Linked DNA regions of Pan troglodytes: region 2 is linked to region 1. A link is a contact called in public Hi-C data. All regions are on one chromosome and are shown on one strand. Each heading gives the region's core, a stretch centred on a gene start, on an enhancer-like site or on the middle of the called end of the contact. The rest is flanking DNA. Distances are from core to core; before and after follow the strand shown.

Region 1 (6,230 bases), core at 628-3,127:
TGCCCCACCTCTTGACCCCAAATTCATGAAAGACACCAGGCCGCCTTTCACAAATTCTGGCCAGCCAGAATCCTCCCGGGGATCCTTGAGGCCGCCTTCTACCAAGGAGGAGACCAGCAGGCCCCCCATGCCCCTGATAACCACGGAAGCATTGCAGATGGTGCAGTTGAGGCCCGTGAGAAAGAACTCAGGCGCTGAGGCGGCACAGTTGTCTGAACGAACAGCTCAGGAACAACGAACTCCAGTTGCTCCACAGTACCACTTAAAGCCATCTGCTTTCCTGAAATCCCGAAATAGCACAAATGAAATGGAGAGTGAAAGCCAGCCTGCCTCTGTGACAAGCTCGCTTCTGACGCCTGCCAAGAGCTCGAGTCAGGGTGACCATGGCAGTGCGGCTGAGCGTGGTGGCCCTGTGAGCCGCAGCCCTGGAGCTCCAAGCGCTGGGGAGGCAGAGGCTCGGCCCAGCCCCAGCACCACCCCACTCCCAGACTCTTCACCCAGCAGGAAGCCACCCCCCATTTCCAAGAAGCCCAAACTGTTCCTGGTGGTACCACCTCCGCAGAAAGATTTTGCAGTGGAGCCCGCAGAGAACGTGAACAAAGCCCTCCAAGCTGTGCCCAGCCCCACGACGGGAGAGGAGGGCTCTGTGCACAGCAGGGAGGCAAAAGAGAGTTCTGCAGCCCAAGCTGGCTCTCATGCCACGCACCCTGGCACCTCGGTTCTTGAGGGAGGAGCTGCAGGATCCATGTCTCCCGGCAGAGTGGAAGCCAATGTCCCCATGGTTCAGCCCGATGTCTCACCAGCCCCCAAGCAGGAGGAGCCAGCCGAGAACAGTGCGGATACTGGGGGCGATGGGGAGAGCTGCCTATCTCAACAGGACGGAGCAGGTGAGTCTGGCTTCCTGGCTTCTCTCTCCTGTGCCCTCTGCCCATATGCAGCTGAACCAGATAGGGTTGTTGAATGCTCACACGTGGAAAGAACCCAGGTAGATCAGATTCCTGTTAAAGCTAGCAGTATGTAGGCTTCCTGTGTTAAAACACAGATTAAGTTACCAACTTTGCATTTTGTTATTATTTTTAAAATCTAGACCTAAAGGCATGGCAGAAAATAGGGGGATGGAGATGATCTGCAGCAGGCTGGGTATTAAATAGCAATGGGTAACATCTCCCTTCCGAAGAGCCGCGCAAAGAAATGTTGCAACAAAATTTAAGAGAGATGCCATGGGCGTTCCATACTTTAACAAAGAATGAGCTCTGGCTCTCAGGCTAGTGTCATTTCCTCCCTTCTTTGTAAACTATCAAACTACAGACCCACGGCATCTCCCTGTGGTTCTCACATTGTCGGGAATGGCAGGGAAGCAGCATATTTAGAAGCTTGGCTGAGGACTGAAATTCCAGTCACTTGTGCGTCTTGTGTGCCTGCCTGCTTTCTGTAGCTGGGGTGCCGGAGACCAACGCAGCCGGTTCATCCTCAGAGGCCTGTGACTTCCTCAAGGAAGACGGGAGTGATGAGGTAATGACCCCCAGTCGACCCAGGACCACAGAAGACCTTTTTGCAGCTATTCACAGGTATTTCAAACTCCTTCCTCTGACTTTAATCTACTGTGTAATTCCTTCTTTCCAAGCAGCACCTCAATTTACTTTTCTTCCTTGAGGTTTCTTCTGTCACCCAATCATAACTCCTTAACTTTACTGTTGATTTTTTAGTGGGTTTCTACAGTTTTATTTCCTCTGGCTCCAATTTCTGTTTTACTTTGTCTCACTGATTTTTATGACATTGGGGACAGTGGCTCAATGTGATACGTTCTGGTAGGCGCTGCTCTTCCTGGCAAGGAGCGCAGTGTGGCAGTCATAAGACAGAGTATATTAGCAAGAGTCGGATTAAAGTGACTGACAGTGCAGTCAGGAGGAGGAATGCTATGTTCTGTGGACTTAGGATGCACAGACTAGCTCCATGGGACTCTCTTCCTAAAGATGTTTTAGTTTATTCTAATTTTTTTCATTTTACAGAAAAACCACGATTATATAGAGCAATTTCTTTGGCTGCTTAAGTGTTTCTATAAAAGAGTACGGCCCTTTAAGCGGGAGCAAAAGAATGATTTATGCTTGTTAATATACCACTAGTGCCATCTACTGGCATCAGAAATCGTTGGGTTTAAAAACAAACAAAAAGGGTAAAATTTTCACAGTAATGGTCTGAACTGTTACACTTTTTATATGTGGTCACCTTTAAGAGTAAATATGATTTAGCACTAAAGTTTTACTTACTGCATCACTTTTCTGATTGGAAACAGCTGAGTACTCCCACACAGTGTCATTGTAAAAGCTGATGACTGTATATGTGCAACTACGTTAAGCCGTAATGCTGTATAAACCTTTTGCTTCCTTCTAGACTTCTCTACCACGGTATTTCCAGGTAACTCTAATGAATGTCCTTATGCTGCCAAGGCCTTATTTTGCCCTGAATGAAGATCCTTTCTTTTTTTTTAACCTCCTGAAACAAAGCATCCTGTAGAATCATTTGATTCTGTGTGTGAATGATCTTATGTCAGCACTGCTTTCCCAATTCTTGGACTCTCCCTGAAAAGACTGTTGCATAAGATGAAAAACATAGTGCTGTACCTACCTGAAACTCTTCATGCAACACATTAACATCTAACTTGGTGTGGGGGGAACGAAGCCGGTGAATTAATGTTCTTGTCAAGAATTATGCTCTTTACGTCGCTCCTCTAGTGTTGGTATAATAGATCCTAAAGACTGCCCCTTTTAACATGGACTGGTTTCTTCAATCTCATTAGAAGTGAAAAGGTAGCTGGTTGTCCAATTATTTCTCAAAACAGAGAAATGATAAATGATGCATCCTTTGAAACTTCAGTGGTGATTCTAGAAGTTCCCATAGATGTTTCTAACTCTTAACCACGCTAGACACATAAGAAGCACTCAATAAATATTTCCTGAATTAAATGAAACCAACTGGTATTTAACCATTAGAAGATTCTTCCAAGACTCAGAGTATTTCATTTAGTATGGAATGCACTGGGTTGCTAAATATACGGGCATATCTGTCTATTTATAATAGCCATCCACAGAGAAGATTTGCGTAGCCTGGTTGTTCTGTGTACTAGATACTTGGTTCCAGTGAGGAAACCCAACTGTTGTGGGTCCAAATTACTGCGTATTTTTTCCCCAAAAATATGCCAAAGGCCTCTTCTATATTTTGGCAACCTTCTTAAGGCATCGAAAAATGTGTTGTTTCTCTTACTAGGACGTTACATTGACTGCAGATGTAGAAATCGGTCAGTTGGTGTTATTCAGTGCACGTATGAGAGAAGTGAAAGCCAAGTAGGCCTTAGGAATGGATTGCAGAGAGAGAGTGAGGACATATGCTAATTTCTGTTGTAGCGTTGAGAATAAATTAGCAGACATAGTAAAAATCCATCTACTGTCTGTGCTTTTTTAGGGCTTTATTTTTATGTCCTTCAGCGCTTAAGCTCATAATTTAAAATAAAGAATATCTAAGTTGAAATACAGCTTCCAAATTTTATAATGCAAATTAATTCGCTTCAGATTTAAAGCCAGATGGAAAATGTAGAACACCAGTTGAGGTGTGAAGTTTTTATATTTATTGAAGTAATTAGTTTTAAAATCAGTGTTAACTGTTTAAGCACTTTTTATAGCTGTCTTCATTAAAAATACATATTCGTGTGTGTGTGTTGTGTATGTATATGCAAAGAATTTGTACATTTAGATTTAATTATTTTAGTGGGCACCTGCTCTTGAGAGATGACAGTGCTTTCATAAAATCCCATCTTTCTTCCTTTTTTTTTTTTCTTTTTGATACAGAGTCTCACTCACTCTGTCACCCAGGCTGGAGTGCAGTGGCGCGATCTTGGATCACTGCAACCTCTGCCTCCCAGATTCGAATGATTCTCTTGCTTCAGCATCCCAAGTAGCTGGGATTATAGGCGTGTGCCACCATGCCCGGCTAATTTTCGTATTTGTAGTAGAGACATGGTTTCACCATGTTGCTCAGGCTGGTCACCCCATCTTCTTTCTTAATTCTATGTCTACAATTAAAGGTCATAGTTTTACTCAAGTTTAGTTGTGACTTGTTTAATGGATCTCAGCATACTCTCACCGTTTAAAATCTAAATTACAAATTAAGTCACCAGCCAATACCTAAAAGAATGAAATGAGCAGAGCTGCTTTGGGGAGTAGACCATGTAAGTGGTGAGGCCATGTGCTATAAGCTCAAGTCCTAGTTGTCATACTAACAAGTTACCTTTTCTCAGTTACCTTTTCTGAAACCCAAAGTGGTTGGACTAGACCATTTCTAACGTCTTTTCTAGCTCTACAGTTTCGAGATGTTAGGATGTCTGTAGTTTTGTCAGCCGGTCCTAACTCTTATCAGGGCAGACTGCTCTTGTTAACTACTGAGTGGGACCATGAAACCTGTATGGTAGGCCATGTTCTGCAGTCCCAAAGAGTCTGGTGCCCTGTCCACTCTGGCCACCCTTCAGACCCTGTATTGGGTCCTTACCATTTCCCAGCCTCTGCTTTAGTGGCATCTTTTTGACCAGAAGAATGGCGATGACGCCAGGAACACCAAGCCCAGGGCAGCCAGCATGGGCCCATGCTGCCCTCTGTCTTGCTGTGTAAGCCACGTAAAAACTAAATCCATTTTCTATGTGACATTCAAAGGTTTGTTAAGCACCTGCTCTATGCCTGACCAATTATGGCTATCACTGCATTCATGTGTACTGACAAACTGTGACCTATATACTGTTATTCCCCTTTTTGTGATAGGAAAAATACACAGTCAGAAATGTTAACTTGTCCAAGGTGACAGAACAAGGAAGCTTTAGCAGTGGGAGTTATGTAGCTAGCTTCTTTATTTCACTTAATCTTCACAAACCTGTGAGGTTGGTATCTTATAAGTGAGGAGGCATGGCATGCATGGGTAATTTGTCCCAGGTCACACAGCAAGAGGTGGGAAGAGTCTGGTTTCAACTCTTAATCTGTGTGTACAGATATCATACTCTCAACCTTTCCCTGCTGCATATTCTACAATTTTATAGCAGGAAAAGAGATATACCCACGTCTTTATTCTATTAACTGTGTTGAGTTTCCTTAAAGCAAGTTCTCCTGCACTTAGCTAAGAGACACAGACTGAGTTGTTGTCATGAAGAGACCAGCAAGGGGCCACTTGGCTCACTGGCTTTATCATCTCTTTGTCACTGGCAGTGGAAAGCACATTGAACAGTGAGGTTCTCAGAGACTCAGGACAAGAAATACCTACAGGAAACCTTCAGCTTTCTTTGATTGCCCCTTCGTCTTCCCCACCCCACCCCACCCCTCACATTTTCTTGATCAGTGCAAGGTTTGCTGAGTCGATCATGAAGCAGGGTCTGGCATGGAGAGTTCGCTTTTGTTTTCTGGAAGGCTGGATTTTAGAAGTTGGCACATGGTCCTGGAAGAGCTGAGGAAGACTGGTCTGATGGCAACTTCTAGAATAACTGAGAATGTGAAGCTGAGGAGTTGTTCTAGGACCTGGAGTGGGGTACATCTTAGTACAGGGGATATTCTGGCATGGAACAAGAAAAGGAAGCATAGAAAGAAAGGAGGGTCAGCATGTGAAATTCACTCCGGATCAGCCCGTCTAGGAGAGATCAAGGAAAACTGGCCATTATTAAAACTTTTGGTTCTATCCAAAGTAAGTTAATACAGTGTCTAAGATTTGTTTCAAATAGGGAGGGTGGAGACAAAAGAAGGGTGACCGTAATTAATGATTATCATAGGTGAGTTATGGGCTCATGCGGTCTTGCAGTGAGCTGTTCTCTTTTGTGTGGGTGTTTGAAATTTTCCAAAGTTAAAAATAAATTATTTGCCAGGCACAGTGGCTCACGCCTATAATCCCAGCACTTTGGGAGGCCGAGGCAGGCGGATCACCTGAGGTCAGGAGTTTGAGACCAGCCTGGGCAACATGGCAAAACCCCGTCTCTACTAAAAATACAAAAATTAGCTGGACTGGGCGTGGTGGCACGTGCCTGTAATCCCAGCTACTTGGGAGGCTGAGGCAGGGAGAATCGCTTGAATCCGGGAGGCAGAGGTTGCAATGAGCTGAGATTGCGCTATTGCACTCCAGCCTGAGCGACAGAGTGAGTCTCAAAAAAATAACATAAATTATGCATTTATTACTTTTTCTTTTTTTTGAATAGAGATAAGGTCTTA
Region 2 (5,801 bases), core at 2,996-5,495, 350 kb before region 1:
GAAATAATACTATGTGCAAAGCCCCACTGTAAGTTCTGTCAGGCACACAATGATGATGCAGAGAGTCCTGGCCCTCAGAAGCCTACATCTACAAGAGGGTATGGAAATAAAACCACCAATAAAAATGACAATGATACAAATAAACTGCTTTTAAAAATATAGAGAAAGGAGTGATTACTTTTAAAATCTCTTGGTTTTCTTTTTCCACCAACTGTAAACTTATTCAAAATCTGACCCTAATTAAACTCCTCCATGACAAAAACCCCATTCTGATAATTTATTCGAAGGAAATCCTCAAAACTGCTGTTTATCATTTGGTACTCATTGGAATACTTCTTCCAAATCTTCTCTTGTCTTTGGCTATGTCCCTTCTGTTTCGACAAAGAGAGATCATCATCAAGGCAGTAATCTCATCTTTTATTAGGTGTAAACCCAGCGGCTACAGAATGCAACAGGCATTTCCTCAGCTAACTTGCCAGGGTGAGATTGGATGTGAGAGTAAATTTATTTAATAATTAGAAAGAAGACTGACATTATACAACACTTTTTTTCCTCTAAAGCTATAATCTTCCCTTCCAAATATCTAATACTATAAAATACTCACATATATGTAACAGTAACATATAACATAGTTAAACTTGTCACTTCTGTTTCCTTTAAATATCCTGAATGCAAATGATGTTCACCAAATATTAATAATGATTATTTCTAGGTGGTAGAATTTTCGCATTTTGAATTTCTTCTTTGAATTTTTCCTGTGTTTGAATTTTTATAAAAAACACAGATTATTTATACAAAAACAATGACATCATTATTTTTTAGAAATAAAAACTGCAAGCTGGGTATGGTGGCACACCACACAGTCACAGCCCCTCAGAAGACTGAGGCAGGAGGATCCCTTGAGCCCAGAGGTTCAAGGCCGGCCTGGGCAACACAGCGAGACCCCATATTTAAAAATATATATATACATGTGTGTAAAATAAAATAAATTAAGAAAACTACCAAGGCACAAACACTCAGCTTAGAGAAAAAAGAGAGAAAGAAAGAAAGAGAACAAAAAACCCTGCTTTCTTTCTTTCACTTTTTCACTTTTCCCATTTCTGACTAGCTCATCAACACAGTCAAAAACTTTTCTTGTTTTGTATATTTTAATATGAGACAAAGTAAGGGCCTTCAAACCAATAATTCATTTTGCATTTTCTAATATCTACACACTGTAACTTTCACAAATTTTTCTTCTAAATCACGCATAATGGGTGCCTCAACTGTTTTAAAAGTCAAGCCAAGACTAAAAAAGTGTTTAAGAAGAAGTTGAGTCAGGATTTACTTTAATGGCATTTTACTGTGAACATGTAAAATAAAAGAATTCACCTTTTTAACTTTGGTCGCTGTGAAGTTGACTGTGATGCAGGATTTGAAAACCCTGTGCTTTTACTCACTGGAATGGCATTTTTTTTGGCATTGACAACCTGAGTACAGTGGGCACTAAAAGACTTAGGACTCCTCCTCTTCACTTTCCGCTCTTCCATTGTTTTAAGTTCCTTATTGCACCACGGCCAGCTTCTTAAGACCTAAATAAGGAAATACAGCAATTATATATGTATGCTATAATATGCAAACATGAAAGAAATTCAAAGACCCATTTCACAGGTCAAAAGAGGATCAAGAATTCCAGAGGGCATAAGAGAAAGTTAGAAAATGGGTCTCTTAAGTTTAATGTACTCTACTATGTACCCATAAGCCCCTAGCAAAATTGTCTGGTAGACAGTTTTTGTTTTGTTTTGTTTTGTTTTACCATTTTCTTTATTTCTTCATCCTACAAATATTTACTGATTCTCTTCCACAAGCCAGACACTATTGTGGGTACTGGAGAGACGGCACTGAACAAGGTGTTTGCCTGCAAGAAGCCTACATTTTACAAGGGGAACAATATATAAACAATAAACAAATGATCCACATACTATTCCCAGCCTGATTCAAGCTTCAGGTGGCCTTTAGGTCTTTCTTCCAAAATGTATGCTTAAGAAGAACCAAGTAGATTCAAACAGATGTATAATTGTCATAGGGATTTTACTAGCATTTTAAAAATCAACTAGAAGCCTTACTTCAACTACTAAACAGAAACTCAGTTTCTAGCTAGGGCTAATAATGATTCTAGCTTGGTGATAAGTGAAGTTCTAGAAAATCAAACTTGTTCGTTGCCTATTTTGAATATACTTTCTCTAACCATTTCCAAACAAACGTGAATTTTATGATATATATTTAGTTTTGCCCATATCAAAAAAGTTAACAATGTGAAGTTACAGACGGCCCTTCCATGGGGAATAGGTGTAAGGCCTCCTAGTTATCCCTACACAATCCCCTTACTTTATCTATTAATCCGCTCTATTTTCTAACATCCATCTATTTAAAAAATACCGTTCCGGCCGGGCTCACGCCTGTAATCCCAGCACTTTGGAAGGCCAAGGCGGGCGGATCACGAGGTCAGGAGATCGAGACCATCCTGGCTAACACGGTGAAACCCCGTCTCTACTAAAAATACAAAAAATTAGCCGGGAGTGGTGGCCGGCGCCTGTAGTCCCAGCTACTCAGGAGGCTGAGGCAGGACAATGGCGTGAACCCGGGAGGCGGAGCTTGCCCTGAGCCGAGATGGTGCCACTGCGACAGAGCGAGACTCCATCTCAAAAACAAAACAAAACAAAACAAAAAAAACCCTTCCATACTTTATTTGTGCATAGTGTTAAATTTTTCTTAACTTCATTATTTCATATATCATAAGATGAATTTATATGGCTATCTACCTCATCAGGTTGTAAATTGCCTTCTAGAAACATTAGGCCGTTTTTGGCATGCTATGTTTAATTTAGGCATGCCATGACCATTCAAAAAGATTCAAACCCATTGCTGTCGCTTAAAATAATTATTTGATGAATTCAATAAATTTTTCTTTTTCCTTTTGCCTGGACTTAGTGCCACTGGCACTGGAATTTAAACCACTGAGCTTAAATTGGCTGACGCTAGACAATTACAACTGGAGCTACAATACTGCCAAAGAAGAGTCTTTCTGGGAAAGGCTCCAATGCCCAGTCTCTAATCCCAGATACCACTGGGTGTCAATCCACTTAAACCTTGGCAAACAATTTTTCTTTTAAGAAGCATTTTTTGTAACAGAACAATAATTCTGGTGTTGTTTCAACATGCAACACAAATTAAATGAGAGTTTGAAAGATGACTGAATAGAGACGATTAGTTCTCTGAAGAGGCAAGGATCTGTAAAAATGTATGATGCGCATAAACACGCTGGCCTGAAATTTAACGATGCTAATACACACTTGGTGGTACAAGAAAAAAAAACCTAGGAAGTAAAGCAATGCAAATAAACCAGTGGTGGTCTAAACCACAATATTCTGCGGAACCAGCACTCGCGATTTCCTCGTTTTTGGAAAATTACATCTGTCACAAGAGCACTGAAACCCTTCCTGTATATCAAACAGCAAATAATGTTTTAGAGAAGGCATAATAAGTAAACTGCTCATAGTTACTTATTCACACAGTGGTTTTAAGTGCCAGGTCTTGCCTCCAAGCAGTACCACTGGGCATACCTCCTGACATCACCTCATTCCCCTTCCCCAATCTACCGAAGCGATGACCCTTCACCGCCCAGTACCCAGCAGTGACCAGAGTGGTGGGAAGGGCCTAAAGGGGCAGGTTGCGGAGGTTCCTTTGCTTCCACTACATACCTGAAGAAGAAGGGTATTGGGGCCCCCTTCCGCAACCCGCAAAGACCCGACAGCCTCAGAAGCCACCGCCGCAGCCACAAGTAGAGCCCCGGTCACATCCCGGGACCCGCTCCTCCGCAGCTCCGTTTGTTTACGGAAGTGACGTAAGAGGCACAGCCTCCATGCCCCAAGCGGAAGCCTCGCCTTTTCCTGCTCCCCCAGTGTCGCTCTTGGCTCCGCCCTCGGCATTTCATTGCTTCCCCTGTCCTTCCTTTAGCTGTAACTCCGGCGGGCGTGTTGGGTGTGTCGTTTTAGGCTCTGTGACCCAGGAGCAAGACGCAATAAGCGGGTGCAGTGGAGGTAGAAACGGGAAATGCAGTACCCTTTCCGGAAGCTACTCCGCCCCTCGGTGAGCGTTAGATCCCCCCCCGAACTACAATTCCCAGAATGCTGTTCGAGCATGCCCGAAGGCGGAACCAGAGTGTCGCCATGCAACTGTTCCTTGGTTGTTTCCGATTGGCTGCCCGGACTTCTCGCGGCTAAACTAACTTTGGCTCCAAGGCGGCGTGAAGAGTGTGATTCTGTTCAGCGACCGTGATTCTGTTCAGCGACCATGATGTTGAGCCCCTAATTGAGAGTCTGTTACCACTATTAATAGCTACTCTGTTCGGGCCCTACACATAACGGTGTATCTAAACCTCTCTACAATTTTATGGGTAGGTGTTATACTCTCTGTTTTACAAATGGGGAATTTGAGGCTCAGAAAGGCTAATTGATGCAGGTGTCTCTCTGTCGTCAAAGATAGTTCTACTTCCACTATACTTAAAGCCTCTGGAGAAGGAATTGCAGGCTGAGAGAAAGAGATCTATCTTAAATGAGGGAAGAAATGCACGTTTCATTGCCTGGTCTGGGTAGCCTTCCCGGTGTGGGAGTGGGAGGTGGGAAGGTTTTAGATTCACAGGTCCTTAGATTGAAGGGACTCTGGAGGAACACCACATAGCACCCCCCGCATTAGCTAATGGGGAAACCATATCTAGAGATTGTATCCATGCCAGAAAAGGCAGAGCAAAGACAACCCCAGTCTCTTGGCTTCTAGGATAGGATGTTTTTCCGCCACCCGCCATTTAAAAAAAAAAAAAACAAAAAAAAACTATTGAAATGTTTAAAAAAAAAAAAGCACAGAATAAACAACGCACCCACTATCCAGAACGAACAGATTTATGAATGAAAGAAATGGAGCATTACAGATAAAGAAGGTGTTCCCTATTCTCAGTCCCATTCTACTACCACCCTCAGAGAGGCAACCAGGATCATGAATTTGATATGTATCTTGCCAATCTAGGTTTCTATATTTAAACTATTACTATGTATTATAAACAATATGTAGAATGGTTTGGGGCATTTGAAGTTTTACATGAATGCTATTATATTTTGTGTATTGATCTGCAACTTGATTTTTTCACCAAATTCTGTGTTTTTGAGAGCTATCCACATTGATAAATATAGCTAGACTTTATCAAATAGATTTGTCACAAATTATTTGGGAATTCCCATAGTGATGGATGTTTAGGTTGTTTCCCATTTTTCACCATTACAAACACTACTGTACAGTCTGCTCAATATCTTTTCCCAGTTTCTCCTTTTAATTAATGTCGAATTGTCTTATTTGTATGAACAGAGCTTGCAACTGGTGATTCACATGCAATTTTTTTTTTTCAAATTGGTTGCTAACAGCTAAAATTGAAAGAATAAAAACAATGTGGCATCCCATCAATTAACGGGAAGATCTGACTACGTTAGATGTGCATTGTAGCCTGGCAACAATGGTTCAAGCTGGAAAGCATCTGCCTCCTTTACCTCAGTTCAAGTAATATCTAGTTTTTCTTTGTCTTTAGTACCCATCTGAGCCCTGTAGCATTTGTGTTTACAACCTCCAACATGATGTAGGGACACAGGAAAGTACCCTTCTAAATGTACATGTTTCAGGTATTCAGAAATAGGTATTCAGGTTTTGAATACTTATTTTAAGTCCCTATTTTAGCCACACCCTGTGATAGGAGGTCAGGATGCATCTATCAACAA

The links. A called contact is a pair of places that touch in the nucleus more often than the background predicts.
Region 2: a Hi-C map of stem cell-derived neural progenitor cells shows a contact between it and region 1, with 6 times the contacts expected there. The contact joins the promoter of CCDC28A here to the enhancer-like site in region 1. A contact is called at or near these places in 4 of 7 Hi-C or Micro-C datasets (blood, induced pluripotent stem cells and stem cell-derived neural progenitor cells) and 1 of 1 datasets of contacts at active chromatin or transcription factors (stem cell-derived excitatory neurons).

Annotation. Positions count from the first base shown.
Region 1 is chr5:150,272,603-150,278,832 of NHGRI_mPanTro3-v2.0_pri, reverse strand. It overlaps NHSL1 (NHS like 1), which reads left to right. Exons shown (of 8, transcript XM_009452091.5): 6 at 1-887; 7 at 1,436-1,568. Among named protein-coding and RNA genes, the nearest start is that of HEBP2, 24 kb to the right of the region's middle. Within about 2 kb of position 1,877, at least 5 of the 24 cell types and tissues checked have an H3K27ac peak or open chromatin away from gene starts, as enhancers often do. A contact at or near this core is called in stem cell-derived neural progenitor cells, where this site is marked.
Region 2 is chr5:150,624,338-150,630,138 of NHGRI_mPanTro3-v2.0_pri, reverse strand. It overlaps CCDC28A (coiled-coil domain containing 28A), which reads right to left and starts at 4,245. Exons shown (of 6, transcript XM_001171714.6): 1 at 3,741-4,245; 2 at 1,372-1,571. The coding sequence starts at 3,968. It overlaps LOC104007004 (a long non-coding RNA gene), which reads left to right and starts at 4,129. Exons shown (of 5, transcript XR_008548677.1): 1 at 4,129-4,435.